Linked DNA regions of Muntiacus reevesi: regions 1 and 3 are each linked to region 2. The links are chromatin contacts, called in public Hi-C maps. All regions are on one chromosome and are shown on one strand. Each heading gives the region's core, a stretch centred on a gene start, on an enhancer-like site or on the middle of the called end of the contact. The rest is flanking DNA. Distances are from core to core; before and after follow the strand shown.

Region 1 (3,352 bases), core at 604-3,103, 160 kb before region 2:
ATTCATACTTCACACCCCCTCAAATCCAAGTGCCCTGAATGGCATTGTACTTACAAAACCGGTAGTGAGGTGCAATAATGACTAATACAAATGACCATGAGGAACTTCTATGGGTAGTAGAAATTCAGTTCAGAGTACCTACTCTTGAGCGCGCATGCCCGCATGCCCTGCGTGCCGACCGCTCGGGACCTCGCCCAGTGAGGCCCAAAGGCCCGCAGTTTGGCCGGCCGTGTTCCTCTCCGCGGCGCCCACTGGGGAGGACATATAAGAAATTTGCCTGAGACAGCTGTTCAGAATGGACCTGGAGGAGGCTTATTTGTGCACAGAGATACTCCTGAGAATAACCCAGTAACTCCATCTGATTTCACACCAGAAAACTGTAAGAGGATAGAGGCCATTTTGAAAAACTTCCCAGAAGGTCCTAAGGCAGCAGCTGTGCTTCCAGTTCTGGATTTAGCCCAGAAACAGAATGGCTGGCTGCCCATCTCTGCTATGAACAAGGTTGCAGAAATTTTACAAGCACCTCCAATGAGAGTGTATGAAGTAGCAACTTTTTATATAATGTATAATCGAAAGCCAGTTATAGCACATATCAAGTCTGCACTACTACGCCTTGCATGCTTCGAAACTCCCAACAGGATACTGGAGGCCGTTCAGAAAAAACTTGGAATAAAGGTTGGAGACTACACCTGACAAACTTTTCACTCTTATATAAGTGGAATGTTTAGGGGTCTGTGTAAATGCACCAATGGTTCAAATAAATGACAACTACTATGAGGATCTGACACCTAAGGATATTGAAGAAATTATTGATAAACTCAAGGCTGGCAAAATCCCAAAACCTGGGCCAAAGAGTGGACGCTTCTCCTGTGAGCCAGCTGGAGGTCTTACCTCTTTGACTGAACCACCAAAAGGACCTGGGTTTGGTGTGCAAGCAGGCTTTTAATTTATATTCAACTGTAAATATGTCAGTGGAGAAATAAAATATGAATTTCCTATCTACCTACATTTTTTATATTGTTCATTTCCATCTGTGTACACATTGCTTGTAACCTAGCAACTGAGAGCTGTTAAGTATCATGTCAGAACTTCAGAGCACCATTTTCAACTGCCTGTTCACTTTCATCAATATTAGGGTGCTGTAAAATAAAAATTCTGTCAAATTTCAAAAAAAAAAAAAAAAAGAGTACCTACTCTTGCACTGTACAAGACCATGAGGATCTGAAGCTGAGCCTGATTTCAAAGACTTGGATTTTGATAGTGGACAGGCTGGTACACACAACAAGTCTAAGGAAGAAGTTAGCCTGTATTATCATCCATGTCGGGCACAGTGGAATTCTGACCTAAGTGAATGGTCTCTTGTAAAGAAATTACTGCCTGACTTCCTGTGAAATGAGATCTCTGCACTTTGCCCTTGTGAATGTAATATGAAGCTTAAAAATGAAAAACAACCTGACAACCAGAGAGACCCTGGGCATCGCCTAATGCAAGCCTTTCCTCTTGGAGTTGGAAAAAACAAGCCCGAGCCAGCCGTGCACTTGCCTGCAATTATCAGAAGGCTAAGGCAGTGGCAGAACAGTTTTCTGACTCCAGTCCAGTCTTCCCACTTGACGCATCAGTCATTAAACCTCACCGGAAAGGCAATCCTACTTTTTACCCTCCCTGCACCTGCTCTTTTAGTGTGAGGGCAACTGTGAAAGAGCTGCCGATCCTATTATCCCGGCTCAGCAACTCTACCCTCGGAACGGGATTCCCCGGACCTGACCTAGGCCGTCAACCCCTACCCACGGCCGACCTCGGAAGTGACGTAAGGGAAGCGGAAGCGCTGGCGTGGAGGCAGACTTCCTGTTGCTAGAGGCGGGGGGGTGGGGGGCTGGCTCGTCTGTGTGCGGTTGTGTGGGGCGGCCTGGGGCGGCCCCGGAGCGGCTGACCCTCTGCCTGCAGGGACTGGAGTCGCGAGGCGGCGGCCATGGCGGGGTCGGAGAGCCAGCTCAAGAAAATGGTGTCTAAGGTGAGGCTGCGGCGCGCTCTCCTCTCGGCGCACACCCACCACTCCCCCCCGCGCCGCCAGGGCCTGCCCGACCAGCCCAACGAGCCCCCCAGGCCGGCCCGAAGTCCCGGGCCTCCCCTTGGCCACCTATGCTGCCGCCCGCGCCAGGATGCCTGTCGCCCGGGGCCGGAGTCCCCGGGCCGGGGCCGACGGGGGGCGGCGACGGTCAACAATGGAGCGGAGCCGAGGCCGCCTGCCGCCTGCCACCTGCCGCCCGCCCTCCTCTTTTCGGGGAGAGAGTTTGGAGCAGTCTGTGGGGCAACATAGTTTTCATCAACAGAAGGAGGGGGTTGTACTTAAAACTCGGTCTTGGGCACCCCTTCCTTCATGTCCCAATGCAGGGCTCTTCATTCTTATTCGCCCTTCCCTCCCAGCTTCCTGAGGTGGTGTCCTTTTCAGTTTGTATTCCTCACGCAGCTCAATAGCCCACCCCGCGGTTGGTTGAATTGGCTCAATTATAAATGGAAACGTCCTGAGAAGCTCATTACCTCGGGTGAAATAGAATTCCATTATCATTCCAGGGTGTTTGATTTGCTCAGAGTGACTCCCTTTTAATTTTATGTTGCTTATAAAGCCAGTTTATTTACTTTGAAATTTTTAATCTAAATAGTTCAAGACTGGTGTGGGTTTGTTTTTTGGTTTTTTCCCTTTTTTAAAAAAGTCTGTAGGCATTTTGTATTTAAAGCTGTGAATTAGTTTAACAACTAAAAATATGGCACCTGATACCAGAGTGAATTGGGTGCTTTTTGCTTTGTTTGTTGCTTTGTGTTATTTTTTCAATTTATCAAAGCTAATTAATGGGAATAAGATGTATGTGAAATGGTTGAGAGTTGAATATTCTCCAGTTAAACAGGTTTAGCTTTAGATACTTTTGTCAAAATAAGAGTGGTAGAAAGTGAAATAGTTTAAAACAACTTTCAGTATTATTAAAACACATTATTATGTGTAAACTTATTTCTCTGAAAATATACTTTTTCGCCCAGTAAAATCATCCCTATAGTCTTTGATTGAAGAGCAAATAATCTCTAAGGAGAAATTGATGGTTTTTGAAATAAAGCTACTCTTTGATTTTTCTAATCATATCTTCTAGGCTTCTGATTTTCTTTCTTTTTTTCTAATTAAAATATAGTTGATTTTCTTTTGATAGAGTAAACTTACCTTTAATTGCAGAGGAAGTTTTAGGGAGCCTTAGAAAGCTGTGGCCTGGATCTATGTTGTAGCATTTAATTTTTCGAAGTATGTTATTTTATATACTATGTAACTGAAGGGTGTCTGTTCCATACCATTTTAAAAAATCTTAAT
Region 2 (2,967 bases), core at 10-2,509:
TGGGGTTTCTGATAAGAATTCACGAGGAAAAATTGTTCCACTTCCTTATGGAGTCAGTACTTACTGCAAGGTATACTTTAAACCACACAGTTTTGGTATGTTTTTAAAACTGGGTCTGCTAATGGGCAAAAGGTTAAGTTTTTATCTCTTTCCTCCCGTCCCCCTCCCCCCTCATTTTATAGACCCTAAAACAGGTGTTTAAGAGTCAACCGAAAACACTTCCTTACACAATTTAGCCTTGGGGAATTTCTAAAATAAATTATATATTTCCATGTGTTGGTGCTTAAACATGATCAAGTTGGGCATAGATCAAAACTTGGTGTGTGAGTGGCGGGGGTGGGGTGAACTGGCACAGGTGTTAAGGTCGTTGTAAGAGGGACAGGATTGACAAGCGAAGCAAAAGGTGCGTGGAACTAAGATGAAAGCTTTTCCCTTACAGAAACCGAAAGACTCAATAGCAGTTTCTCTAACGGGAAGGGCTCCTCAGCCAGAGAGAGGCTTCCACGTCCTTCACCCTCATGAGCCAAGTCTCATCCCAGCTTTGGGTACATCTTTGAGTCCTTGCTTTCAGTGGAGGGGTTGGCTTCCTATAGACAAGGAGATTAGGGGTCGCCTCTTCCTCTATTCAGAATAATAAAGGGCTAACCAAGACAGCAGAATTGGGAATTGCAGCAACGGCGACAGGGATACAGGAAAAAGGGGCAGATTCCGTGCCGTCTTGCGGCCCCCAGGCCTGTCAGCTCATCACCCACCCGTCCACCCCCATTTTTCGGTCTAAACTTACCAGTGGGAGACAGCCCTGGGCAGGGAGTAAGTTACTGCGCTGGGTCGAGTCGAGTTCCGCTGAGCTTCTTAAAGATGCTGCGGGAAAGAGGCTGAAACCCAGTAGCCGCCGCCGCCGCCACCGCCTCTGTTACCAGGGGGTCTCGCCTCCATCGCTGGCTGCGAGAACTCTGAGGGCACGTGACCGGAAGTACCAAGGCGGGCCTGCGGGGCACGTGACCCCAGAGCGCGGCCGCCATGACACCTTCCGCTAGTTCCCTCCCTCCTCCGCCGGTGCCCGCCTGCTTCATTTATTCTCGCCGGCTTTAGGCGGTGAAAGGTCCCAGGAACTTGGCTGTCTCACCCCTTTGGCCTAGGGCTCCTCCGGTCCCGTTCGGCGTTGCGTCTTCGGCCGGCAGCAGGCAGGCCGCAGAGAGCGTAATCGCGACCGCGGCCGGAGGGGGAGGGACCACGCGCAAGCAGGGCGTAACCCATCACATGACGAGGAAGTACCGTTAACAGCTTTGTCCCGGCGTCCCCGGCGCTCCGGGATGACGTACGCCTGGGAGGGGAGGAGTAGGAGGGAAGACTGAAGCTCAGGTGCGGCTCTTAGCGCTGGGTGAGTGTGCGGGCGCCTAACCGGGAGAGAGGCTGTGAACCACAGAAAGTTGGGGGCTGCTGGCCTAGAGGTGGGGGAGAGGGGCTGAGATCTACAGGCTGTGAGCCTGGCTTTGAAAACTTGATTATCGCGACTTCTTTCAAGAGATCTGAATGTAGTATTAAAGTTAACTGCTGTTAAGTTAGGGGTTCCGCTAGGCAGGGAGCTTGTGGTCAGATGTCTGCAGTGGTGCGTGCGAGGCATGTTGAGTGCATGAGTGAGTGAGTCGCCATTTCTTGGTCTAAAGTAGAGAGGAGTTCTCTTATTGGGTTGTTGTTCAGTCACTCAGTCGTGTCCGACTTTGCGACCCCATGGGCTGCAGCACGCCAGGCTTCGCTGTCCTCCACTGTGTCCCAGAGTTAGCTCAAACTCATGTCCCTTGAGTCATTGATGCTATCCAACCTTCTCATCCTCTGTCGCCCCTTCTCCTGCCCTCAGTCTTTCCCAGGGTCAGGGTCATTTCCCAAGAGTCGGCTCTTCGCATCAGGTGGCCAAGGTATTGGAGCTTCAACTTCAGCATCACTGCTTCTAAAGAATACTTACTGTTGATTTCCTTTAGGATTGACTGGTTTGATCTCCTGGCTGTCCAATGGACTCTTGAGTGTTTTACAGCACCACGGTTCGAAAGGCATCAGTTCTTTGGCGTTCAGCCTTCTTTATAGAAAGATCCCATTATGAGGGAATCCCCAACTTCCTCTTGGCATAATATGTTTAATTTTTCTTCCTTTTTTTCTCTCTCTTGCCTCTTCTTCCTTTCACTAGGTAGTGGGGAAAAGAGAACGCTGTGATTTGCATTGGGTTTTCACACAGCAAACACTGGTTCAGTAAAATGAGTACTAGGCCAAGAGAAAAACCTTTTTTTTGATCATATTGCTCTTTTATGTTGCCATCAAGCAATAGGGGAAATGAAAAGGTAATTAGATTTGGACTCAGGATTAGTGGGTTTTAGTCTCACCTCTGCTTATGAGCTCTGTGACCTTTTAGTAAACCAACTCTTCAGAAGGTTTTTTCATTGTCTTTGGTAAGCATTTATGACCACCCTCTGCTTAGTGTTTTGCTTGGCTAACTGTGACAGAAGTAATAGTTAAACTCAGTTTTGTGGAGAGACGGGTTTTTTCTGTGGAGGAAGAGTCCAGAAACAGCATATATTAAACCATGGAGGCACAGAAAGCTTATAGAATGAAACATTTGTACAGAGATTCTTGTTGTTACGAATTTACTTAAAAGTCTTGAATGCATATATGTGCATGACTAAATCACTTTGCTGTATACTTGAAACTAACAGCATTGTAATTTAACTGTATGTACCTCAAGAAAAAATCTTTTTCAGAAAAATTTCAAACACAAAGATAAACAGGATAGTATAGTGAACCCTCATGTATACCTAACCAAACTTTAACCAATATCAACATTCTGCTGTTCTTGTTTGAACAGCTTAAAAATTTCTGGGTACTTTTTATATCCATTGTTGAATTTGATTAATAGCAACTTTCAATTTGAGTTCCATTCTACTGTATCTAGGTACTGGCTGATGTTGTTTACTTGCT
Region 3 (3,040 bases), core at 459-2,958, 250 kb before region 2:
GGACTGATGGTGAAATTCCAATACTTTGGCGACCTGATGCAAAGAGCCAACTCACTGGAAAAGACCCTGATGCTGGGAAAGATTGAGAGCATGAGGAAAAATGGGCAGGGAGGGGGGTGCGACAGAGGATGAGATGGATGGATGGCATCACCAACTCGATGGATATGAGTTTGAGCAAGCTCTGGGAGATGGTGAAGGACAAGGAAGCCTGCTGCACTGCAGTCCATGGGGGTCACAAAGAATTAGACACGACTTATCCACTGAACAATAAGATGGCATAGGCTACCGTGGGCTATGCTGGACTCCCAGATGGAATAAAAACGTTGCCAACTACAGTTCTGCCATTGGACAAAGATTTAATCTCCTGTTGTTTGGGCAAACTTAAACATGGAAATGTAGTCAGGGCCACACCTCAGCCTTAAAGCGGAGATTGGAAGAAGATAGAGACGCTTTGCCTAATACTTTTAAGCAGCTTTATTGAGATGATTTTAAAAAAGATTTATTTATGGCTATTCTGAGTCTTCACTGCTGCCCACCGGCTTTCAATAGTTGCAGTGAGCAGGGGCTTACTCTTCCTTGCAGGTGCGCAAGTTTCTCATTGCTTGTTGCGGAACACAGTTTATACAGCACAGGCTCAGTTGCTCAGTGGCAGGTCGGATCTTCCTAGACCAGGGATCCAACCCCTGTCCCCTGCATTGGCAGTCATATTTTTAACGAATATACCACCACCAGAGAAGCCCTATTGAGATAATTTACACTGTCAAACTGATTTGTTTTCAGAGTACGATGATTAGTAAAAACATCCAGCCATCAGTATTAACCAGTTTTGGAGCAATTTCATCGCACCGGAAGATCCCTACTGCTTGGCTGCGGTGGATTCCCGCCTATTCTTAACCACAGCCAGTCTGTCTAATTAGTGTATTTTACACTAATTAGAAATGACCTTACAGACCCCAAATAACCCTTAAGAGGAAGCCAGGACTGGACTCCCAACAAATGTGGAATTGGGGCATATATGTACATTTTGATCAGTGCACCAAATATATCCAGGCTGGGTCTGTGAGAAATTTCTCCATTCAGCCACTACACAAAGCACAGCTGGATGCCCTACTTGGGGCTTATTATCGAAAATGAAGCAAAAGCAGTAAGCTGTACAGTAAGATGTACAGAAGCCTCTGTACATCACGCGCGTGCATCTGTGTAGGAGGTGAGCATACACCCTATGCCGGGATGCGAAGAGTCAAGCGTTCCCAGGACAGGGGACCAGTCGGTGTCGTTCGCATCTGCGCAGCCTGGCGAGCGCCTACAAACGCCTAACTGTAATCCCCTGCTCGAGACCTGTCGGTTCTGCTGTTGAGGTACCGCCTTCTCGGACCTGAGCGTCCAACCGTGACACTCAGACAACCCGTAGATAACGCCTCAACCCCTCGCTCTCGTGCCCGAGAGCGCACACGGAGCACGGAAACAGGCCTTGCGCCAACGCCTCCAGCTAAACGGCTTTCCCTTGGCCACGCCCCCCAGTTTACAGGTCGAGTCTCCTTGGTGCGGGAAGGGCTTAGTCCCGCCCCTTCGAGCCGACGCCAGCAGCCACGTACCACGTTTCTACGTGTCTCGAGCCTGAAAGCGGAAGTTACGCCAAAGACTCGCGAGGGAAGCGGCGGGCCTGAAAGGATACTGGCCTCTGGAGGAAAGTGGGCGGGCAGACGGCATTGGAGAGCGCCGGAAGTGGTCGTGCAGGGGAGGGGTGGGAGAGAGGCTGGCCAGACAGATCATTAGGCTGTTGCTGGTCGCCTCGGTAAGGCGCGCTTTCCCTCCTCTCCGAGAGGCTGGCCCAGTCCTCCTCCTCGACCAGAATGGACTTTAGGGAAATTCTCCTGATAGCTTCCAAAGCGCAGGGTGTCAACAACGTGCCGGTAAGTACCAGCCGGGGGGCGACTGTAGGAGATCCTGGTCTTCAAGTTCCGAGTGTGTGGTCCTCGGAACTTCCAGGAATCAGCACATCGGCTCCAGGAAAAGAAAGATCTGGACTCCGTTGTTTTTTTTTTTTTTTTTTCTTTTTCCTTTTGGACATGTACTTCTGGGTACTGGGGGTTGAAGTTAATGGGGGCTTGAAATAAGCAAGCGGGAGCGTGCTGACGAGCTGATTTGGTTTGTTTCGGCTTAGTTACCCCTACTACTTGAACTTTGCGTTTAGGATATTTTAGAGTTGCGTGAAAGCTGGTGAGTAGAGCCGTGCCTGGCACGTAGTGGAATCTAATGCTCGTAGTTTATAGCTTCGGCATAAACTTCAACCCAGAGCTTGGGGAGTTCAGGAATATTAGGGGCTTGGCCTGATAGTTTCTGAGCTGATTTTCCGCTGATCTTTGAGTCAAACGTTTTGTGATTTCCCGAACAAGATTTTTTGACTTGTGTCCCCCACCCACTCAGCCAACCAGGTGATTGAATTATCACCTCCCTAGGAAGGGAGTGTGAGTGGATTCCACGAAATTTTGGCCAACAGGATGAGAGAAATAGTTTCAGCTTCCGTTTACTTGTGGTCTTCCAGATTTGTTGTTTGAAATCTAGGTCCCAGTTACTCTGTGAGGTTTGCTAATTCGCTGAGCGGTGTAAAACTTTAGTATCTAAATGCGGTAGTGGTGGTGAGGGCCTCGTTTGCGAGGGTGTAGCTGTTTTGCATAAACTAATCATTTCGAGATCCTCAGATGGTACCACAGCCTCAGCTGTAAACCGATAAATTGCATTGTGATACCTGCGGTTTGAGCGTTGAGGTGTGGAGCTCAAACGGCGCTCTTTTTAAGTCAGTTCAACTAGATCATATTGAGCTCTCATGATGTGTTCTGCATTTCTTAGATTTTTGTATATTTGCAATATTTTTTCCCTCTCTTGTGCTCATTCTTTTACTCTTTTGAAGATATTGATGTAAAAATAACTGGTTAATAAAACCGATATTGATCAGTTTATTATATGTATTCACATCCCATCTCAAATACTTTGAACGACCTTGAAATTATGAAACCTTATTTTCTGTCTCTGTAAATTT

The links. A called contact is a pair of places that touch in the nucleus more often than the background predicts.
Region 1: a contact with region 2 is called in a Hi-C map of muscle, with 4 times the contacts expected there. The contact joins the promoter of TSG101 here to the promoter of HPS5 in region 2. A contact is called at or near these places in 2 of 3 Hi-C or Micro-C datasets (blood and muscle).
Region 3: a contact with region 2 is called in a Hi-C map of muscle, with 7 times the contacts expected there. The contact joins the promoter of SPTY2D1 here to the promoter of HPS5 in region 2. A contact is called at or near these places in 2 of 3 Hi-C or Micro-C datasets (blood and muscle).

Annotation. Positions count from the first base shown.
Region 1 is chr5:25,267,377-25,270,728 of mMunRee1.1, forward strand. TSG101 (tumor susceptibility 101) reads left to right here and starts at 1,854. Exons shown (of 9, transcript XM_065937269.1): 1 at 1,854-2,011. The coding sequence starts at 1,970. It also overlaps the pseudogene LOC136169211.
Region 2 is chr5:25,424,685-25,427,651 of mMunRee1.1, forward strand. HPS5 (HPS5 biogenesis of lysosomal organelles complex 2 subunit 2) reads left to right here and starts at 1,260. Exons shown (of 23, transcript XM_065937279.1): 1 at 1,260-1,381. GTF2H1 (general transcription factor IIH subunit 1) reads right to left here and starts at 938. Exons shown (of 15, transcript XM_065937280.1): 1 at 785-938.
Region 3 is chr5:25,175,810-25,178,849 of mMunRee1.1, forward strand. SPTY2D1 (SPT2 chromatin protein domain containing 1) reads left to right here and starts at 1,709. Exons shown (of 6, transcript XM_065937260.1): 1 at 1,709-1,913. The coding sequence starts at 1,854.